Regions from separate parts of the Gossypium hirsutum genome. Here region 2 is linked to region 1. A link is a contact called in public Hi-C data. All regions are on one chromosome and are shown on one strand. Each heading gives the region's core, a stretch centred on a gene start, on an enhancer-like site or on the middle of the called end of the contact. The rest is flanking DNA. Distances are from core to core; before and after follow the strand shown. Region 1 holds the start of LOC107906004 (O-fucosyltransferase 23). Region 2 has its middle 8.4 kb from the start of LOC107906001.

Region 1 (4,711 bases), core at 1,085-3,584:
GCATCATCAACATGGCGAACTGCAGTAGAAAATTGTATGCCATAAACTTTCAACATGTGATTGCATTAGAACCATAACTAATTGCTTGGAGAGTTGAATCAGACATGTTAGTCATCCATTTCTGAGGACCGTTTGATTCCCCTAATATGTTGTACGCATAAGACGGCCACCTAACATCGATGTCGCATGACCTTGTGATGCCCATTCTCTTCATCTTTTGTGTTCTCTCAAGAACTACGAGGCTAGAAAATGTGGAAAAACTGTTGCCAACAAAAATATCGGCCCTCGAGCACACCTCATAGTCGATTGCCGACTGAATTAGATATGGATGCTTCTTGTAAATCCCATCAACACCTAATTTCTTCTTCTCAAAAGGAAGCAACCCTTTCTTCCAACCACTCAATATTGAAGAATCATTGAGGAGACTATCGGCAACAGCAAGATACACAACAGTGGGAGATTCTGAGCTGACAATGTTCCCCACTCTTTCTATGATTTCTTGTTTGCTACTACATATTTGGTTTACGCCTGATCGTTGCTCTAACTTCTTACAGTGAATCATCCAGTCTATTTCTACCCTCATATGGACTGCAATGTAAGGGGCTGTTGCCGTTGAAGAACTCTCTGTGTTGGCATCGAAATCGCTTTGTATCATCTCGGTTTTGCTCCTATGCTTTTTTCCTATCTGCCTAATCTTGGACACAACTTTATCTGCTTCCTTCGATATCTCATCAACCAAAACTAAGCACTCAAAGACCCTTGCATAGTCCTCGACAGGCCAATGATCATGCCAAAGAAATGGATTCTTTCCTACAATTCTAATCACTTCATGCTCATCAACATGACCCCTGCTGCTTTGCTTCAAGTGCTCCATGTCTCTCTCAACTGTCCACTTTCTTCCACTCCCCTTTTGGAGATCATATATTCCAGTCTGATTCATAAGATCCGAGTAACGACCCAATTGCACGAACCCCTTACAAAGTGAATTGAACTTATCGAATTGGAAGACTTTATCGAAGGAAATAGGCTGCAAGCGGTCAATTTCCTTATAGAAAAGTGAAGCACTTAAGCTAGGCATCAAAAGAGTTCGGTTCAGCATTCTAGCAGTCAAACAAGCTCTTGCAAATGCTATCTTCTGGTTATTTAGTCCCCAAACAATTTGAGGAACCTCCAAATACTTGTCCCTACGAATCCCTTCATCATGGGAGTTTAACAACAAAGAGTGGCTTAGAATCAAGTCCAGGTTGTTCCATTCAATCACACCATAGCCAGAAAATGAATGGAGCAACACAGCTCTGAGAAACAGAACCATGGTGACCAGTGCAAGACATATGTAAGTTAGAGAAGTCAACTGGCAGCCGATTAACCTCGAAAGCTTACTTTTAGAGGACAAGTCCATTTGAAATTCACAAACTTACAGCCCTATCATAACCCAACTCATTGAAAAAGGTCCATAGAAGAATTCAAGAACAGATTTAGAACATACCAAGTCCTACAATCACAATAACCTTGGGAATTGATGGTATATAGAGTTGAGAAGACACCAAATATGTCGCTTTGAGTTTAGAATCTACACAATTCAGAAAAGAATTCATCGTTAGTATCCATTTAAGCTTGACAAAAAATGATAAAAATTGCATTCTTGATTCATAAGTCTAAAGCAAACTCAATTCAACACTAGGAAGGAGGAGAAGAAGAAAAGTAAAAAACTTGGATGAGAAATGTAAAGCCAAGATTAATCCCTCGTGATACCATACGACAACAATTCAAAAGACCAATGAAGCATCTCTTTTTAAGCCTAACAAATTTAACAAAAGAAACCCAAGAGACAGTCCAGAAGATGATGTTATTGAGTAAAAGTTCTTACCCTGCTTTGAATTCTGCAGAAATCAAAATATGGTGACCAAAGGAGTAAAAAACCCCAAGAAGGAAAAGGAAACAATCCTAAACAAAAGGAATTTACATGTGATGATCACGAATGAGAAAGAACCCACAAAACACTGAATTCTCATGAACCAAAAGCGAGACGGCCCATCACCGTCATGACAACATGAACAAGTGATTGAAAAAACGTGTCCTTTTTTCCTTCTTATTTTTCAATAATAAAAAACAAAGAGAGTAGGAATCGACGAAATATAATATAACAGGTAGGAATCCACGAAATAGAGTATAATATAATACAAATGTTGGATGGATAATTGTGTGAAAATAGCAAACAAACAAGCAAAAGTGCAAAGCAGTCAGAAGAGATCAGGGTGGGGAAAAAATTATATGATTTGATAAATGCACTTTAACCGTCTCATCACAAAATAAAAGCCAAAAAAAGAAAACTACATCACAAACAAACAACGCTTCCTTCGTCTCTTTTAGCCTATGTATGAAAATCAATTAATATCTGGTCCATAATGTGTGCCTACCCTATATGCATAAAAAAAAAAAAGAAATTTCACCAATTTTGTTGGCCAGTGGTATCTGTTGACAGTTGGGATCCGGGGCCTGGTTTTGTCTGTACATTCTAGTGAGTTCTGAGTTGGAAATAAAATATGGGAATTATAAGTTTCGATATTATAAAAAATAATGTACTTCAGCGTATTCGAAACTATGTCTTTCTGTGTAACAAAACTAATTTGACTTCCAAAATCAATTGGTTAAAGATAAATGTATGAATTAATCGTTATAAATCTCGAATAAAAATTGGTTTAATCACAAATATAGTTGATTTCAATTTGAATGTAATTTCTTTTATTCTCGTAGTTTCATTATAGTTGGTAACCTCCAATAGATAAATCATTCTAAACAACTAATACATTACAAAATATAGGTAAAAGGAATATTAGCATATTACATTGTAATAATTATTTGTTAGTTTAAATGGTATGGCAACTCATGATCCATAATCTAAAGTCAAAAACGTGGGCTGGAAGGAAGGAAGGTAGGTAGGACCTTTTTGTTATTACATATGTCTATTATTTACAACCCAAAATTCATTTATTTTAAACATATTTCTATTGGCTTTCCATTATTCAGCGAAAACTTTCAGTATTTATAAGATAGTTTACATTAATGTTTTAAGAGATGTTAGATTAAAAAGAAAATGAAAAACAGGTTTTGGTCATCTATTCTTTGCTGAGATGAGAAGCAGTGTGGAGGGTGGTGGACCATTGAGGTTGTGAAATTGGGGAGTCTGAAGCGTTAAAGAATGTAGAAGAAGAAAGTTTAGAGATGAAAACGATGGGTGTCCGTGTCGCATGCGAGAGGTGTCTTTTTTGGGATGTTGTCAATACATGGGAGCACACTTGTAGAGTATTTTCCGGATGAAAACTGACACATCCGAATCTCGCTCTGCTCCATGTGCCTTTTTCTTTATTGGGCTTGGTAAAGTCTTATAGGTCTTTTTGTTAGGCAAGGCAGGGGCATGTCCCAAAAACTAAAGTGAAACTGTACCTTCAAACCAAAACTTGGCTCACATTTCTAGGCGTTGGCCAAATTAAATGCCCGAAATTGGATGTTTGGTGGGGGCTCCCTTTTAGCTCCTATGGCAGCTTTTAAACCCCCCCCTTCAAAATTTCCTTTTTGGCTGTAGAATCTTTGCTCTTTTCCTCCCAAATATGCCATTTCACATGTAACATGACTCAGAATTCACACCAGTCCCTTGGTAATTTGCCCATAATCCTTGTAATTTTTTTATACAAGTGAACAATTTGTCATTATAGATTAGTTTTGGGCATATTTATGGAATATTTTTTAATGATAGGGAGCAAAGGTTTAGAGATTCAGGGTCCGTTTGTTTATATGTAAAAGGTTTTACGGAAAATATTTTTTATATTTTTCTGTGTTTGTTTCACAGAAAACAACTTGGTCAACGGAAAATGACTTATAGGTCAACGGAAAATAAGACTTACTCTTTTGAAAAGCGTAAGTCATTTTTTGAAAAAGAGCTTATCAATAGATAATTTTACTTTTATATAAAAATTAACTTAAATCAAAATTAATATTATTATATTGATAATAAAATTTATTTTTATTTTTAAAAATATTTAAAATATTAATATAAAATATTATATTTTTTAATATTATTAAACATACGTATTTAATTATTTATATTTAGTCATATAATAAATTATTAATATAATTAATATAATTAATTATTTTTAATAAATTATTTAATATTTAAATTTTATTTTAATAGTAAATTTTAAAAATAATAATTTTAAATAATATTATTCATATATTATTGAAAATATCAATATTAATATTTTAATACTAAATATTTATTATAATTATAAATATATTAATAATAAATATTTTGTTGTATAAATGTTAAAATATGTCATAAGTCTATATACTCTTTACAAATTTGCAATTTAGTTTCTGTAATTTTATTGTCAAGAATTTAGTCCCTCTACTTTTCAGATTTGAAAATCAAGTCCAACTGCTGACATATTGTTAGTTTTTTTTGTCAATTTTGTTAATGTCACATTTTAAAATAAAAAAATACTCAGTTGGTAGTCATGCAACTAAAAAATAATCGTTGCAATGAACCTAAATTTAATAAAATATTTTTAATATATGTAAAAACAATGTAAAATATAAAATTACAAATATAAAATAAACTCAATTAAACAATGAAAAAATAAAAAAAAATCTCAAATGTATGTTCCTTTAATTGAAAACGACTTTTATGAAATATTTTTAAAATCTGCCAAACAAA
Region 2 (4,711 bases), core at 1,622-4,121, 43 kb before region 1:
TAATAAAACAATAAAATAGGGTTGATGAAGAAACCATGAATTTATTTAATAGGTGACACTGTTTTTCAGCACCAAATTCAAACTTCATACCTCTTATTTTCTTTCACAAAAGTCTCAGTAGTTGTTACCATGCATCGACGAGTTTCCATTTGGGGGGGGGGAAGGGGTAGAAATTTCAACATGCATGTAAGAAATGCAAGCAGACAAACACTACTTTACCAGGTTTAACTTTCAAAGTTAGGCAGACATCATATATGTATATCGCCAAGAAGAAAATGCTGAAGTTTATAATGGATTACTTGAAGAAATTTATACTATAAAATTATGGAAAAGGTTAATTTAGTAAAGGAAGAAGTGAGTACCCAAATGATAGACTTTTGATGAAAGTCAATAATAGAAAATTGACTTTGATGTTTGAAAAAAGTAGATGAAACGTTCTTACCGCTTGAATTAGGTTTAGGTTAGATTTCATTGAATACAAGTGGGAGTTTGATATAATTTGGATATAATTAATAAGTTTTCACCTAAATTTAATTTTAATAAAACAGTAAGAGCTTAATTTATTTTTATTTGTAATATGAATTAAAAGTTGGGTAACCAAAATTGATTTAGATCTAGAATTTCATTTTTCTATTTTTGGGTAGTGGGAGAATTTCAATCAATGACTGCTTGCTGTTCAGCTGACCAAACCATAATTTTCTTCAACTTGAAATTGCCTTTGAAATGTCCCCATATATTCAATGGAGGTTTTTAACAAATCATGGTCCAAGTCCTCAAACAACATATATATATTTATAGATAAAGAAGCTTCTTTTGAGATATTGTCTGACTTAAAAACTGACTCAATTAATTAATAAATTATATATATTTCTTGGGTGGTTTTGGAAAGTTAAGTTGAAAATGTTGTACAGATGAGTTCAACTTCGATGAAGAAAGCATGGAATAATGCTGCAAAGACAATGGCATATCACCAACTGCCCTCCACCCCTTACATCAATTGATATATCATGATCCATTTTGTTTACTTCAATGACATGTATATAGGCAACAACTATGGCTAAAGGGGACAAGCTAGCTTACAGTGCTCACCAAAGAGATGATTGTTAATCATGATATATAAATTATTCATTTCTCCATTCATATTAAAGTCAAGAATATATAAGAGATTTGTTTCTGTATACTTGTTATAATTATTTGCTTAGGAGCCGCACAATTAAGCATCAACACCCAAACAAGCATTCTCTCTCTATAAAATATATCAGTCTCTTTTTTGTAATTAATTTATTTCCGTTCCAAGTGCAAGCTTCGAGATTCCAAATCGAGATGAGGAATAAACATTCAGCCAAAAAGATAATTTGTTATCACTTAATAATAATGGCATCCATGAAAGCAACGTTTGGTGATGGGAATTTATTTATTTTCAAAAAAGGAGTAAAAAATTCCACATGATTCCTCCATTGTCAAGTTTTGCTTGTTTTATGTTCTTGTCCCAATCCCCATTTGAATTTTATAAAATCTAGACTTAGACAAATGGGAATAAAGATTAATTTAGTGATTGTATCATAGTCGAGTTTTTTTATTATAATCAACAATCACTTTGATTGTGACCACCTTTGCATGATATTATTATATATACATTCTTGACTAAAATAAATCAAAAGCACTATTTCTTTACCAAAAATGGATTCCGAATAATTAAACGACTTACTTTAAAAAGAAAACTTCTACTTTACTCGATATAAAATTATATATATCATTTTATTTTTAATTGTTGGCCAAAAATTTTATTTATTTAAAATTTTGGTTTTATTAGTATGTGACATCATGACATTTTTTTAAATAAAAGTCATCACAATAAATAAATTAAGATTTTCAATGGATCGAAACTCATGAAATTGACAATTACTTATTAATTACTATATTTTTTTATATTATAATAACTTTGGTATTTTTATGATACAACTTAAATTTAACAAATGTTTTCAGACTACATTTTAAAACTGACTTAATATGTTATTTACTTATTTTATATTAATAATTCTAGTAGGATGTAACTACGATCTTCTTAAATATAAATTATTTTCAAGAAAAATGGAGAAAATTGCTGGTGTAACGTCGTCTTCCTGTGGCCGCATTGGACATTCAACTAAGAAAGTACATCGTAGAGCAGAGGAACCACCTGACCCTGATGATCCCATAGTGGATGTGAAAGGAATGGCGGTGAACATGATTCGTGGCACAAACGAATCGTTGAAAGATAAATTGATGGGTAATAGTGTTGATGGTGAGAAACTTAGAAGGAGGAGAAGGATGCTAAATCGAGGGGTCAGTTTGTTAGAATGATGGTTTTTGTGGATATGGGGAAGCCTTTAATCTCAAAGTTCAGGATTGACGGAAGGATTCAACGGGTTGAATATTAATCCTTACCCATAATTTGTTTCGATAGTAGAAGGTAAGGGCATTATAGAGAAGCTTGTCCTCACAACACATGGCAAGAAATAGATATGGTGCCGGAGAAAGATAAACCACCAAAGAGGGTAACAATGTTACAAGATGTAGAAGCAAAGAAGTATGTGATGGGGATGATTGTTGAACGAAGCCAATGGAGGAAGACAAGAACGATCGTGGCAAAGGCGGATGGCATTGTGGAGGCTAACATCGTAAGTGGTTGCAAATTTCTAATTTTGGGTGGGAATCATGGGGAATTGGTAGAGGAAAATCTGGGGAATTAAATGATAACGATGTCAACAAGTTTTTAAGGGGAAAACGAGGGAGATTAAGGATTTTGGAAAGGAATGGTAGTATGGTGGAAAAGTAGATAAGGGAAAACGCAAAGGCGAAGGAAACCCTAAGTAAGGGTAAAGGGAAAAGGCTAGTGTTGGTTGATGGGTTGAAACATAATAATAACAAACTAAAACAATCCAATAAAATATGTGGGTCATCTATTGGGCCAAATGTTAAACCTTTTGATGATTGATAAAAAAATGGGGTCAATTTAAATTGTTAAGAAAGTTGGTCAGATTAATTTTCAAGCGGTGGGTCTATTTTTAAACGAGAGGAAAAATGTTTTAGTAAAATTTCTTTCGAAAACAGGTATGTCACAAAAAGAAAGTAAGGGCCAGTGCTCTCGAGTTTTAGATTCACAAAATAAAATGGGAGAAAATATTGGTCAAATACCAGATGATGAGAGAGAAAGTAGAATAAGTTGTAACATCGGTCAAGAACTGACGAACCTGTCGAAAAGTGACTAGCCTTTAATGTTAGTAGTGGGGGAAACAAAATATATTCTATAAGTGCTAAATCGTGAGGTTGGGGAAGAAATGGAAATGAAGAGGAATGTTGTTGATGTTAAAGGTTCGGAGAATGAATTTCTAGTGGATATGGGGGCTGCATGGTTTCAATGGTAAAAGCTTATTTCTTTATTTTTATCTGATGATGGTAGATTTCAATTTTCATTTTTTTTGAATTGTTGTGGGTGTGGACACACCCGTTCAACAATTTTTAAAGGATTATAGAACAGAGTTTTCTCCAGATTTTGTTGCTTTTTTTTGAAACTCGAATTACTGATCTTAAGGTAGATCCAGTCATTGCGATATCCAGTTTTGAATATTCTTTTAGAATCGAAGCATTAGGCTTTGTAAGGGGTATATGGTTATTTTGGAATGAGGGCACTCGGATGGAGATTTTTAAAGTTCATCCTCAATTTGTTCATATGCGAATCCGTGATGATAGAAGTCAGCACCCTTTTTTTGCACTACGGTTTATGCATGTCCACAACGAAGCACAAGGGTTTAATTGTGGGGTAAGTTGAATCAGATTACCACTTAAGTGAGCCATGGATGATTGCAGGTGATATTAATGTCATTATATGCTCGGAAGAAAGACAGGACGGTTCTGAACCTAGTTGAGTAGGGAGTATTTGTTTAAGGTCTTTTTTCTTACAACATAGACTTCTTAATTTAGCATTTCAGGGACAAATGTTTATGTGGAACAGTGGAAATTCATTTCAAAGATTGCATCGATCTATTTGCAATGAGTGTTAGCAAGCTTTTGCATCTAACGCAACTGTGCGGCATTTACACAGGCTGAAGTCTAACCGTCATTCGTTGTTGATCTCGGCGTATCCGAAGAGGTTAAAGGAATGAGACCGACCTTTTCATTTTCTTACTAGTTGGTTGACGCACCCTGAGTATCAAGATGTTGTGTTAAAATCTTGGAGTAACGAAGCAGACATTGCGGTGAATTTAGAGAACTTTACTTAGTTTATCCAAGTCTACAACAAAACAATGTTTAATAGCAATTTTTCTAGAAAAAACAAGGATGAAATTGGAACACATACAAAAAGCTTTGAAACAAAATAATAGCACGAGCCTTAGATTTAGGGAAACAGAAGTGCGACTTGACATTGAAAAAATTCTGAACCAAAAGGAAATATTTTGGTTTCAGAAGTCTAGGAGTGAGTGGTTACTGATTGGGGATAGAAATACAAGTTTCTTCCATAATCGTACAATGAAGATGGGTCGACAGAACCGAATTGTGAGTTTGAAAATAAAGGGTAATGAGTGGTGCCATTATATTAAAATCATTAGGACAAATGCGGTTGAGTATTTCTTACTGTTATATACAGTGGACCCATACTCGATTTGGGGATTTATTGTCAAGTGGAGTTTTCCAAATCAAGAATCTCATATTGTGAGTGATTTATTTGTCG

What was found. A called contact is a pair of places that touch in the nucleus more often than the background predicts.
Region 2: a Hi-C map of leaf shows a contact between it and region 1, with 1.8 times the contacts expected there. The contact joins the enhancer-like site here to the promoter of LOC107906004 in region 1. A contact is called at or near these places in 3 of 34 Hi-C or Micro-C datasets (all in leaf).

What each region holds. Positions count from the first base shown.
Region 1 is chrD05:12,664,408-12,669,118 of Gossypium_hirsutum_v2.1, reverse strand. It overlaps LOC107906004 (O-fucosyltransferase 23), which reads right to left and starts at 2,334. Exons shown (of 2, transcript XM_016832827.2): 1 at 1,868-2,334; 2 at 1-1,570. The coding sequence starts at 1,399. The coding sequence ends at 50.
Region 2 is chrD05:12,708,316-12,713,026 of Gossypium_hirsutum_v2.1, reverse strand. No RefSeq gene overlaps it. Among protein-coding and RNA genes, the nearest start is that of LOC107906001, 8.4 kb to the left of the region's middle. Within about 2 kb of position 2,871, at least 5 of the 9 cell types and tissues checked have an H3K27ac peak or open chromatin away from gene starts, as enhancers often do. A contact at or near this core is called in leaf, where this site is marked.